2 separate regions of the Mus musculus genome follow, and region 1 is linked to region 2. Evidence: chromatin contacts called from public promoter capture Hi-C data. All regions are on one chromosome and are shown on one strand. The core of a region is the stretch at or near the end of the contact, and the rest is flanking DNA. Distances in the headings are between cores, read along the strand shown.

What was found. Promoter capture Hi-C pulls out the DNA fragments that hold promoters and counts their contacts.
Region 1: a contact with region 2 is called in a promoter capture Hi-C map of liver, with 4 times the contacts expected there. The contact joins the promoter of Zmynd15 here to the promoter of Arhgef15 in region 2. A contact is called at or near these places in 2 of 39 promoter capture datasets (both in liver) and 1 of 484 Hi-C or Micro-C datasets (B cells).

Annotation. Positions count from the first base shown.
Region 1 is chr11:70,456,757-70,461,275 of GRCm38.p6, forward strand. It overlaps Zmynd15 (zinc finger, MYND-type containing 15), which reads left to right and starts at 2,677. Exons shown (of 14, transcript NM_001029929.3): 1 at 2,677-3,324; 2 at 3,796-4,384. The coding sequence starts at 3,814. It overlaps Cxcl16 (chemokine (C-X-C motif) ligand 16), which reads right to left and starts at 3,228. Exons shown (of 5, transcript NM_023158.7): 1 at 2,622-3,228; 2 at 2,273-2,411; 3 at 1,989-2,071. The coding sequence starts at 2,691.
Region 2 is chr11:68,955,050-68,959,839 of GRCm38.p6, forward strand. Arhgef15 (Rho guanine nucleotide exchange factor (GEF) 15) reads right to left here and starts at 1,838. Exons shown (of 16, transcript NM_177566.4): 1 at 1,797-1,838; 2 at 1-24. Gm32273 (predicted gene, 32273) reads left to right here and starts at 1,938. Exons shown (of 3, transcript NR_168013.1): 1 at 1,938-1,989; 2 at 2,345-2,755.

The DNA of each region.
Region 1 (4,519 bases), core at 1,427-3,926, 1.5 Mb after region 2:
TACAGCCCAGTGGCCGAGTTCTTGCCTAGCATGTATGAAGTGAGGCCCCTGCAGTTGGGGCAGGGCAGGGGAGGAAGCAAGTGGCAGAGGGACAGACAGGGATGAGGAAGTTCACAAACCATCAGATGCAGGCACAAGAGCAAGCAGGTGTGCTATCCTGCATGGGACTCTAGATGTATCTTACCCTCATCTACAGCCTTCTGGGACTTTCTTCAGAGTAAAAGGCCCAGGGTATCTGAGAGAGTTGAAGAAAACAATGTCTACATTGTCTCTGTAGCCTGAAAGGCAGTGAGTGGGGTACCGTTGATACCTCATTATAAACTAATGAGGAACATTTCTGGGGTTTTGTTGTTGTTTTGAGACAGGGTTTCTTTGTGTAGCCTGGCAATCCCAGAACTAGCTCTGGAGACCAGGTTGGCCTCCAATTTATAGAAATTATCTGCCTCTGCCTCGTGAGTGCTGGGACTAAAGGCACGGCGTCACCACACCCTACACATGTATTTTCTTTCAGAAGAAAAATACAGAGCTGGAGAGATGGCTTAGCGGTTAAGATCACTGACTGCTCTTCCAGAGATCCTGATTTCAATTCCCAGCAACCACATGGTGGCTCACAACCATCTGTAATGAGCATTGGATGCCCTCTTCTGGTGTGTCTGTAGATAGCTACAGTGTACACATATACATAAAATAAGTAATTCTTAAAAAAAAATACAATCTCTACATGAGAGGTGTAGCTGAAGGAATGCTGATAAGTTGTTTAAAAACTGGCTTATGTATCCTTAGGATTTATTCATTTCATTAAGTATTTGTTTGTTTACCTTGAAAGAAAAAAGATCAATAAATATTGAACTCAAGAGCCAACAGGAGGGAATGTACACCGTTAATCCCCAGCACTCGGGAGCCAGCGGCATTCAGATCTTTGTGAGTTTGAGACCACCCTGGTCTCCAAAGTGAGTTCCAGGACAGCCAAGACTTAAACAAAGAAACCCTGCCTAGGGCTGGGGAGGATCCCCCCACAAAACCCCAAAACAACAACAAAACAAAAACTGTAAATCAAGTATTACAAAATCTAGATGATGTGCATAGAAGCTGCCCATTGTAGAATTTTTTTCAACTTTTTGTTTTGTTTTTGAGGTAGGGTCTTCGTACATAGACCTGGCTATCCTGAAACTCATGTTGTAGACCAGGCTGGCCTCAGATTCACCAAGATCCACCTGCTTCTGCCTCCCAGAATGTTAGGGTTAAAGGTGTGTGGTTGAATTCTTTCAACTTAAACATGTTTATTTTCATCATGAAGTATTAGAAAATGAAAATAGTACCTTCAAGTGATTTCAGTGACAACACAGCAGTGAAAGTCAAGCCTGTTGCAGAGTCCTATAATCCCAGCTACTAGAGAGGTTGAGACAAGAAGATAGCAAGTTCAAGACCATCCCAGTCAACTTAACCAGACCCTGTCTAAAAATGTCAAAAAAAACCCGGGGAGCTCACTCAGGGGCAGTGTACACACTTAGCTTGACCAATCTTGAGTATAGTTTATATTAAAATAGTGACTTCAAGAAAATATTAAGTCGGGGGCTGGAGAGATGGCTCAGCGGTTAAGAGCACTGACTGCTCTTCCGAAGGTCCTGAGTTCAATTCCCGGCAACCACATGGTGGCTCACAACCATCCGTAATGAGATCTGGTGCCCTCTTCTGGAGTGTCTGAGGACAGCTACAGTGTACTTACATATAATAAATAAATCAACAAATCTTTTAAAAAAAAAAAAAAGAAAGAAAATATTAAGTCATAGCATTTGTGGTAGAACAAATTGGCCAAATCCAGGAAGATGACAGTAAATGATATTGGGAAAACACAGACTGAAGTGACAGAACTTCAGTGAAAGTTAAAAGGTTCTAACGAAGAAAGTGCTATGTGGCAGAGGCAAAGGGCATTGTAAGGTGGCAGCCTGCACCCTGATGGCCCACTGGAGGACAGAAAAGGCTCTCACCTTTGCGCTCAAAGCAGTCCACTAGTTCACGGACCCACTGGTCTTGGCTTCCCCCACACACGCTTTTGGACTGCAACTGGAACCTGCAAAAGGATCAATGTAGTCCACTCCTTCCCTTCCCTACCTTTCCTCATTCCAAAGGTGTGAAGTCACAAGAAGGTGAGCCCCACTACAGCTGGAAATCCCCAGATAAGTAAAACTAGAAAGGAATTAGGCTCCGGGACTTGGACTGGGTGTTCAGATCGATGGTCCCACACCTGCCCTGGGGGGAAAAGAGACAGTACCTGATAAAGAATGGACAACGATGAAATGCTTTCAGGTATTTTCGGATGTGATCCAAAGTACCCTGCGGTATCTGGGTGCCAGAAGAAATGGTACGATCACAAGAACAACTTCCAGCGACACTGCCCTGGTTGCCATCGCCTAATGGAAAAGGAATCAGCCTGGGTTCTCAGACTGAGGAATCTGCCCTTGTCCCAGTCTAATCTCAGACAGACTTTCCCTAGTCACCGCTGCAGCCCTGGATAGCTCTGGGCTGCGTTCTTAATCCCGCGGATGGACTTAGTGCCCCTCCGCAGTTTCCTTCAGGGGCCCCAGTCCCGCGTCCCACCCCCACCCCCACCCCCGACTAACCTGGCAGGGTCAGCAGCGCCAACAAGAAAAGGAAGAACGCAAGAGACAAGGGTCCAAAGCCCCGCCTCATCTCCGGCTTCTGCGGAGCTTGTTGGGACGAGGTCACCTAGCCGACATCCAGCCAATTCTCTAAAGCTTTCTCTTCTTCACCCTGACTGATGTTTTGCGAAGGCGCTGATCCGTGCCAAGCTCAGGAGGGGAGGGGGCGCGAGGTGGTGGCGCCTTCTGTCCCCCGGCGCGCGCTGTCCGGAACCGACCGTCTGGTCGGTACCGGGGAGCCCGCTTTGCGCCCAGCTCCCAGTCGGGGGACACACACACCCCTGCCCCGAAGGCGGAGCTCCAGTCTCCGGCCGGCCAGCCGTAGGGTCAGCCAAGACTATCCGACAAAACCGAAAGAAAATTTGGGCTGTAGAACCAGAGGAATCCGAGTGAGCAAGCTGTGGTTCCCGAAGAATGACTCGGTTGGGTTCGGGGATTTCAGCCCTCTTGAGAAGTCATCTGTCTGTCTGCTGGTTTGTAAAGTGGGTGACCCTCTAGATCCTTCCTCTGGCTCCAAGATGCTTTCACTTCCCTGGACCGCTGGGTCTCAGTAGGATCCAGTCACATGGCCAAGGTGAAGCAGTCAAACAAGTCACCAGACCTGTAGGAATGCCCACGCCCTGGCCTGATACTGCCTGACGTCACGACGGTCCTCCAGCACGAGGTATTTACCTTCGAAAAGTGGTGGCGGCTGTAGGTACCGGAGGAGAGGAGCGGCCGGAAAGGGGGTGGGGTTCGCACCAAACTGATCCAGACCCAAGAGATGCCTCAGTACTTACTCAGACCAACAGACCCCCAAATTTCCTCTTCTAAGCAAGCCTATCTCCATAGGATTAGCCTTACCTCGTGTCTTCCCTTAATTCAAATCTCACTTTAGGATTTGAATCATTGAGTTTTGTGCCCCAGGTACAATTTCATTCCTGAGTACTCCCCCTTTAACCCTAAACATCCACTTTCCAATCTAGCCTTCCTCCATTCTCATCCCTGCAAATCCTAGTCTCGGCTCCAAATATTCCTCTGTAAATCTTACCTCAAACCCACACCCTTCTCCCTTTTGCGACCCAGCCCAAAGCCTCACCACTACCCTGATCCTCACGATTATCACATATCCCTTTCTGCTCGGTCTGGGTCCAAGCCCTGAGTATCTAAAGACATGGAGTTTGTGTCTGGATACCGAGACGAGTTCCTCGATTTTGCTGCTCTTCTCTTTGGCTGGTTCCGCAAGTTTGTGGCAGAGAGGGGGACCATGGGGACCAGCCTTGAGGGCCGATGGCGTCAACTGGAGTCACAGATAAGGAGGCTGCCTCAGGATCCTGCCCTTTGGGTGCTCCATGTCTTACCAAACCGCAGTGTGGGCATCAGCCTGGGGCAAGGTGCCGAGCCAGGTCCTGGGCCAGGCCTAGGGGCTTCCCGGCTCCTGGGAGATGAGCCTCCACTTCACCTGAGAGACCTGAGTCCTTATGTCAGTTTTGTCAGCCTAGAGGATGGGGAAGAAGGGGAGGAGGAGGAGGAAGATGAGGAGCATGGAGAGAGGCCAGGCATGGAGAAGGTGGAACCACAGGAGGGTGGGGAGCCAGCCCCTCCAAGCAAGAGATTCCCCCAAGAAGCAAAGCCTGCTCCAGAGTCAGAGGTGACCCAGCAGGAGGCAAGCCGAGAAGAAGGCAGCAGAGAGGAGCGACCAGAGGATGAGAGGGCTCCTGAAAAGAGGAAAGGACAGAAGAATGGTAAGAGCCCAGGACGGCCCCACCCTGAGTCCTACCATGTCACTCAAGACCCAAAGAGGAGGCATGAGCTGGTAACCTTCATGCAAATCTGATGCCAGAAGTTGTTTTCATCTACCACAGTGTGTTTTTGTTCTG
Region 2 (4,790 bases), core at 588-3,087:
GGGGTGTTCTGCGGAAGTCATCCCCTGAGGAGGGTGGAAAGAGAAAGTGCCCCTTATTGTCCCCTGGGTGGAGAGACTGAGGCTGTCTGAAGCCACGTTTTTTTGTTTTGTTTGTTTTGTTTTTGTTTTTAAGTCAGGAGAGAAGGCTGATACATTTCCCTCCCTTCTCATCTCTACTGTCTTCTCTCTTCACCCCTCACCCCTCCTCATTCTGCCCCTGGACCTTCCTGGGCAGCTTTTCCTTTTTAAAGACAGCATCTCTCATTCAGCATCCCGGACTGGCCTCAAAACTTCTGTTCCTCCTGCCTCCGTCCTCTGGAGCTGTATCACAATGTCCAGCTTCTCTAGGATTTTTGCTGCCACAGTCAAGCCAAGAGGACGGGGGGGGGGGGGGGGGGGGAGGTAGGGACAGGCCGTTGGGGAGGATGGGGAGGCAGGGGTAGCAAGATTCAATGAGGAGAAATCACCTTGCTGGTGTAGTTGCTGTGTGTAGGAGTTTATGTAAGCGGGTGTGCGCTGTTAACCAGGGCTGGATGAGTGAGAGTTGAGTGTGCCCTGGGAAGCTGTGTTGTGGAAGAGTGGAGTCAGTCGTGGCTGGTCACAGACACATCAAGAAATATGTGGTTCGAGCACTGTGTGTGTGTGTGTGTGGTGTGTGCGGTGTGTGTGTGAGAGAGTGTGTGTGGTGTGTGTGGTGTGTATGTGTGTGAGAGAGAGAGAGTGTGTGTGGTGTGTATGTGTGTGTGAGAGAGAGTGTGTGTGTGGTGTGTATGTGTGAGTGTGTGTGTGTGGTGTGTATGTGTGTGTGTTTGTGTGGTGTGTGGTGTGTGTGAGTGTGTGGTGTATGTGTGAGTGTGTGTGTGACAGTGTTGTGTGGTGTGTATGTGTGAGTGTGTGTATATGTGAGTGTGTGTGTTTGTGTGTGTGCGTGTGGTGTATGTGTGAGTGTGTGTGTGAGAGTGTGTGGTGTGTATGTGTGTGTGAGTGTGTGGTGTGAGTGTGTGTGTGGTATGTATGTGTGTGTGAGTATATGTGTGTGTGAGTGTGTATTGTGAGTGTGTGTATGTGTGAGTGTGTGTGTGAGTGAGTGAGTGTGTGTGTGTGTGTGTGTGTGTGTGTGTGTGTGTGGTGCAGGAGCTGAGGGATGCATCACTGTTTCCCTACTCTGGCTGCCTCTCCTCCCCCCTCCCATTTCCCAGTTCCTCTCTCCGGACTCTCCCTTTCCGGATTATTTTTAGTCTCCTTTTCCTGCCCTGAAGATTCCTGGAGCCTCTGACCCCAGGAGACCAGGAGGCCCCAGCCTGGTCTCTTCTGCTTCCCATCCTCTTATTCCTGCCACACCTGGGTCTGGTCATAGAAAGAGGCTCCAGTTTGACTCTGGGTCCTGTCTAATGCCAGGGAGGTGGCTACAAGTTCAGGCTGAGGCACAGAACCAGCAGCCCAGGGACGGTGGGACCTGTGCTACTCTACCTCTTGAGGATCAGGAGGATGGGGAGAAGAGCTGGGACACAAGAGAGCCTCTAAATTCCCTATGGCAGTCAGAAATCATAGCCTTCCAGTCCCAGGTTAAGTTGAGAAAAGATGGCTATCAGGAACCCCTTAGATTGCAGCTCACTCAGTGGCCCCTGCATGGTGCCAATAAACCAACCAGTCAGTGTGGTTACCCAAGCTTGGCCTCCTGTTCCCCAGTCTCTGCACCTTCAGGGAACCCACCCTTCCCCATACCGGGTACCGCATGTTACTTCCTTACCCACTCCAGAATGAGCCCAGAGAGTCGGGGGACCCCAAGCACTTACCCTCCAGTTCCCTCCACTCCCAGTCACCTCCGAGAGCTGAGTGAGTAGGGGCAGGAAACAGGAATCCGATCCTCCTCCCAACCGGACACCACCACCCCCAGCCACACCAGGCTCCACATGCGCACACCGGGCCTAGAGGATGTGAGGAATCCGGCATCCAAGATGTTGGAGGTTAGAGAAGACTGGCACGCAGGTATGCAGAGGAGGCTAGTTTCCGATGCACCCTCACCTGTACTGCTGCGTGGCGGGAGGGGTGTGTGTGTGTGACGGTGCGGGTGTGTGTGTGGGAGGGTGTTCAAATGAGGGTGGGCAGCCCTGGGCAAGCTGGGCTGGCAGAACGGCATGACCATCTTCATGCCTCCCTCTTAGCTAAGGGATGTCTGGCTTGCACAACTGTCTACGTCCCCATCTTCCAACCTTGGTGTGAGCCAACCACACTTTGCACTGAGGGATCCTCTCTTCTCCACCCTCCCCCACATCTGCAGAGGCCCCACCCCACCCCACCAGGAATTTACCTCTATGGTTTGAGGTCGTTTTTTTGTTTTCAGCAAATCTTTCCCCTGTCCCTTCGGAGCACCAAATGCCGCCCAAACTCTCCAGATAACTGTTCCTGCGTCTCTGAGGCGGGAACTGAAGGCCCAGATTTCCATCTCCGCAGAGGAAGCCAGTGCCTTGGCCCCACCCAGCCATTGTGTCAGACCAGGGTTGTGAGTGTTGAGGGTGGTGGGGAAGGGGATCCCCTGGATCTGTAGAGTGACTTGCTGCTCACTATTCTGTGTTCCCAGTTCCTCGGGAGGCCCCAGCTCTCAGTGTTGCACTGGGAAGCTCCCACAGCGAATGTCCTGGAAGTCAATGCTGGGGGAGAAAGGAGGGAGGGAGACTGGTGGGGGTTGCAGGGGCAAGTTCCTGTCAGATGTTACTCCGTGGGCACACATCAAGACACTGGGAAGAAAAATCAGGTAAGCTTGTATTGAAAGATGGTTTAAACCCCTTCTTGCAGAAAGCCAAAAAACCTAGTCTTTCTAAGGGACCACACAATCTGCCCTATTTCCCAGCTTCTCCCTTCAGGCCTATTCCTACCTTAGGATTTTTGGAGTTCTCCTAATGCCTGAAAATCTTCCCAGAAATCTCCCTGAAGCATTTCTTCATGTTCTCTGGGCAGCTGGAAGGAACCCTCTCAAAGAGGTCTGTTCTGGCTACTCTAAAATTTCAATCCACTGGGCTACCTGGTCAGGTCTTGTCTCAAAAAAAAAAAAAAAAAAAAAAAAAAAAAGAAAGAAAGAAAGAAGAAAAAAAGAAAAAAATGGAAAGGAAAGGAAATCCAGGCTGGAGGTGTGAGCTAGCAGTAGCCCATTAAAGTGGTTTATGAGGCTCCGAGTTCCATCTGAGTGCTGCAGAGTGAAAGAAAGGAAACTAAGGGGGCTACAGAGAAGGCTCAACATTTAGGAACACATCCAAACAGACTTCCCACAGACAGCCTTTTCTAGCCTCCAAGGGCACCAACATGCATAGCACACATACACACACACACAGAGGCACATAACTGGAGATAATCAAGAGGAAGGAAGGAAGGACTGAGAGATGGCTCAGCAGATGAAAGCACTGCTGCTATTCCAGAGGACTCAAGTTCAGTTCTCAGCACCCACATTGGGTGGCTTACCACTGCCTGTCTCTCCAGCTCCTGGGGAATCGAACACCCCTGGCTTCCATGAGCCTCAGTGCTCACATGCACATAGCCATAGAGAGCAAGCACGCACATATGCATACACCCAAATAATTTTATATTGTTAGAAATAAAATCAGAAGCCGGGCGTGGTGACATATGCCTTTAATCCCAGCACTCGGGAGGCAGAGGCAGGCAGATTTCTGAGTTCGAGGTCAGCCTGGTCTACAAAGTGAGTTCCAGGATAGCCAGGGCTACACAGAGAAACCCTGTCTCGGAAAACCAAAATAAATAAATAAATAAATAAATAAATAAAATAAAATCAGGTGCCAGGCATGGTGGCACACACCTTGAATCCCAGCACTTGGGAGGTGGAGGCAGAGGCAGAGGCAGAGGCAGAGGCAGAGGCAGAGGCAGAGGCAGAGGCAGGTGGATCTCTGTGAGTTTGAGGCTAGCCTGGTGTACAGAGCAAATCCCAGGATAGCCAGAGACTCTGTCTATAATAAACAAACAAACAAACAAATAAATAACAAGGGGAGAGGTAAGTAAGAAGGAAATAAATAAAGGGGTAAAAAGAAAGATGGCTGGTACAAGATCCTCCTACTTGTCCAGCAAGCGCTGTACTTTGAGTCATCTCTCAGCCCCAGCATCCCTTTCTCCCTCGTGATCATCCATGTTCCATCCCACATGCTGAATTTACAGACTGGGGCTTTCCTCTTTCTATTACAGGCCACCATCCCAGTGCTTGAGAAGTGTAAGTAGGAGGCAGGGGGATTGTGAGTTCCAGGGCATCCTTCCTAAGCTACAAAGCCAGACTCTTGCCTTAAAACAAACATACAAGCCGGGCGGGCTAGCTGGACTCATTTAGTCTTCAAGCTTCGGTTTGAGTGAGAGACCTTGTATCAATATACATAAGGCAGAGAACAATGAAGACAGACAGCCAATGTCAACCTCTGGCTTCTACACACAGGTGCACTCATGTGCACATGAGACAAAATAGAGTGACAGAGGCAGGTGGGTCTCTGAGTTTGAGGCCAATCTTGGTGTACAGAGTAAATTTCAGGGCAGCCAGGGCCACACAGAGGAACCCTGTCTCACAAAAACAAACAAACCAAAACACATTGTCCTCTGACCTCGATATGTGTACGCTGTGGCACATGCCCCTTCATAAACACAATAATAATAATAAATTAAAAATTGAAGTCTTAAAGGAAAGAAAAAAATAAATTGCAATGCACTATATCATACCATATTATCAAACTTCCTGTGTGTGTGTAAAATGTATACTTTTATGTGTTTGCACGTGCGTGAGTTTCCATGAATTCAGATGC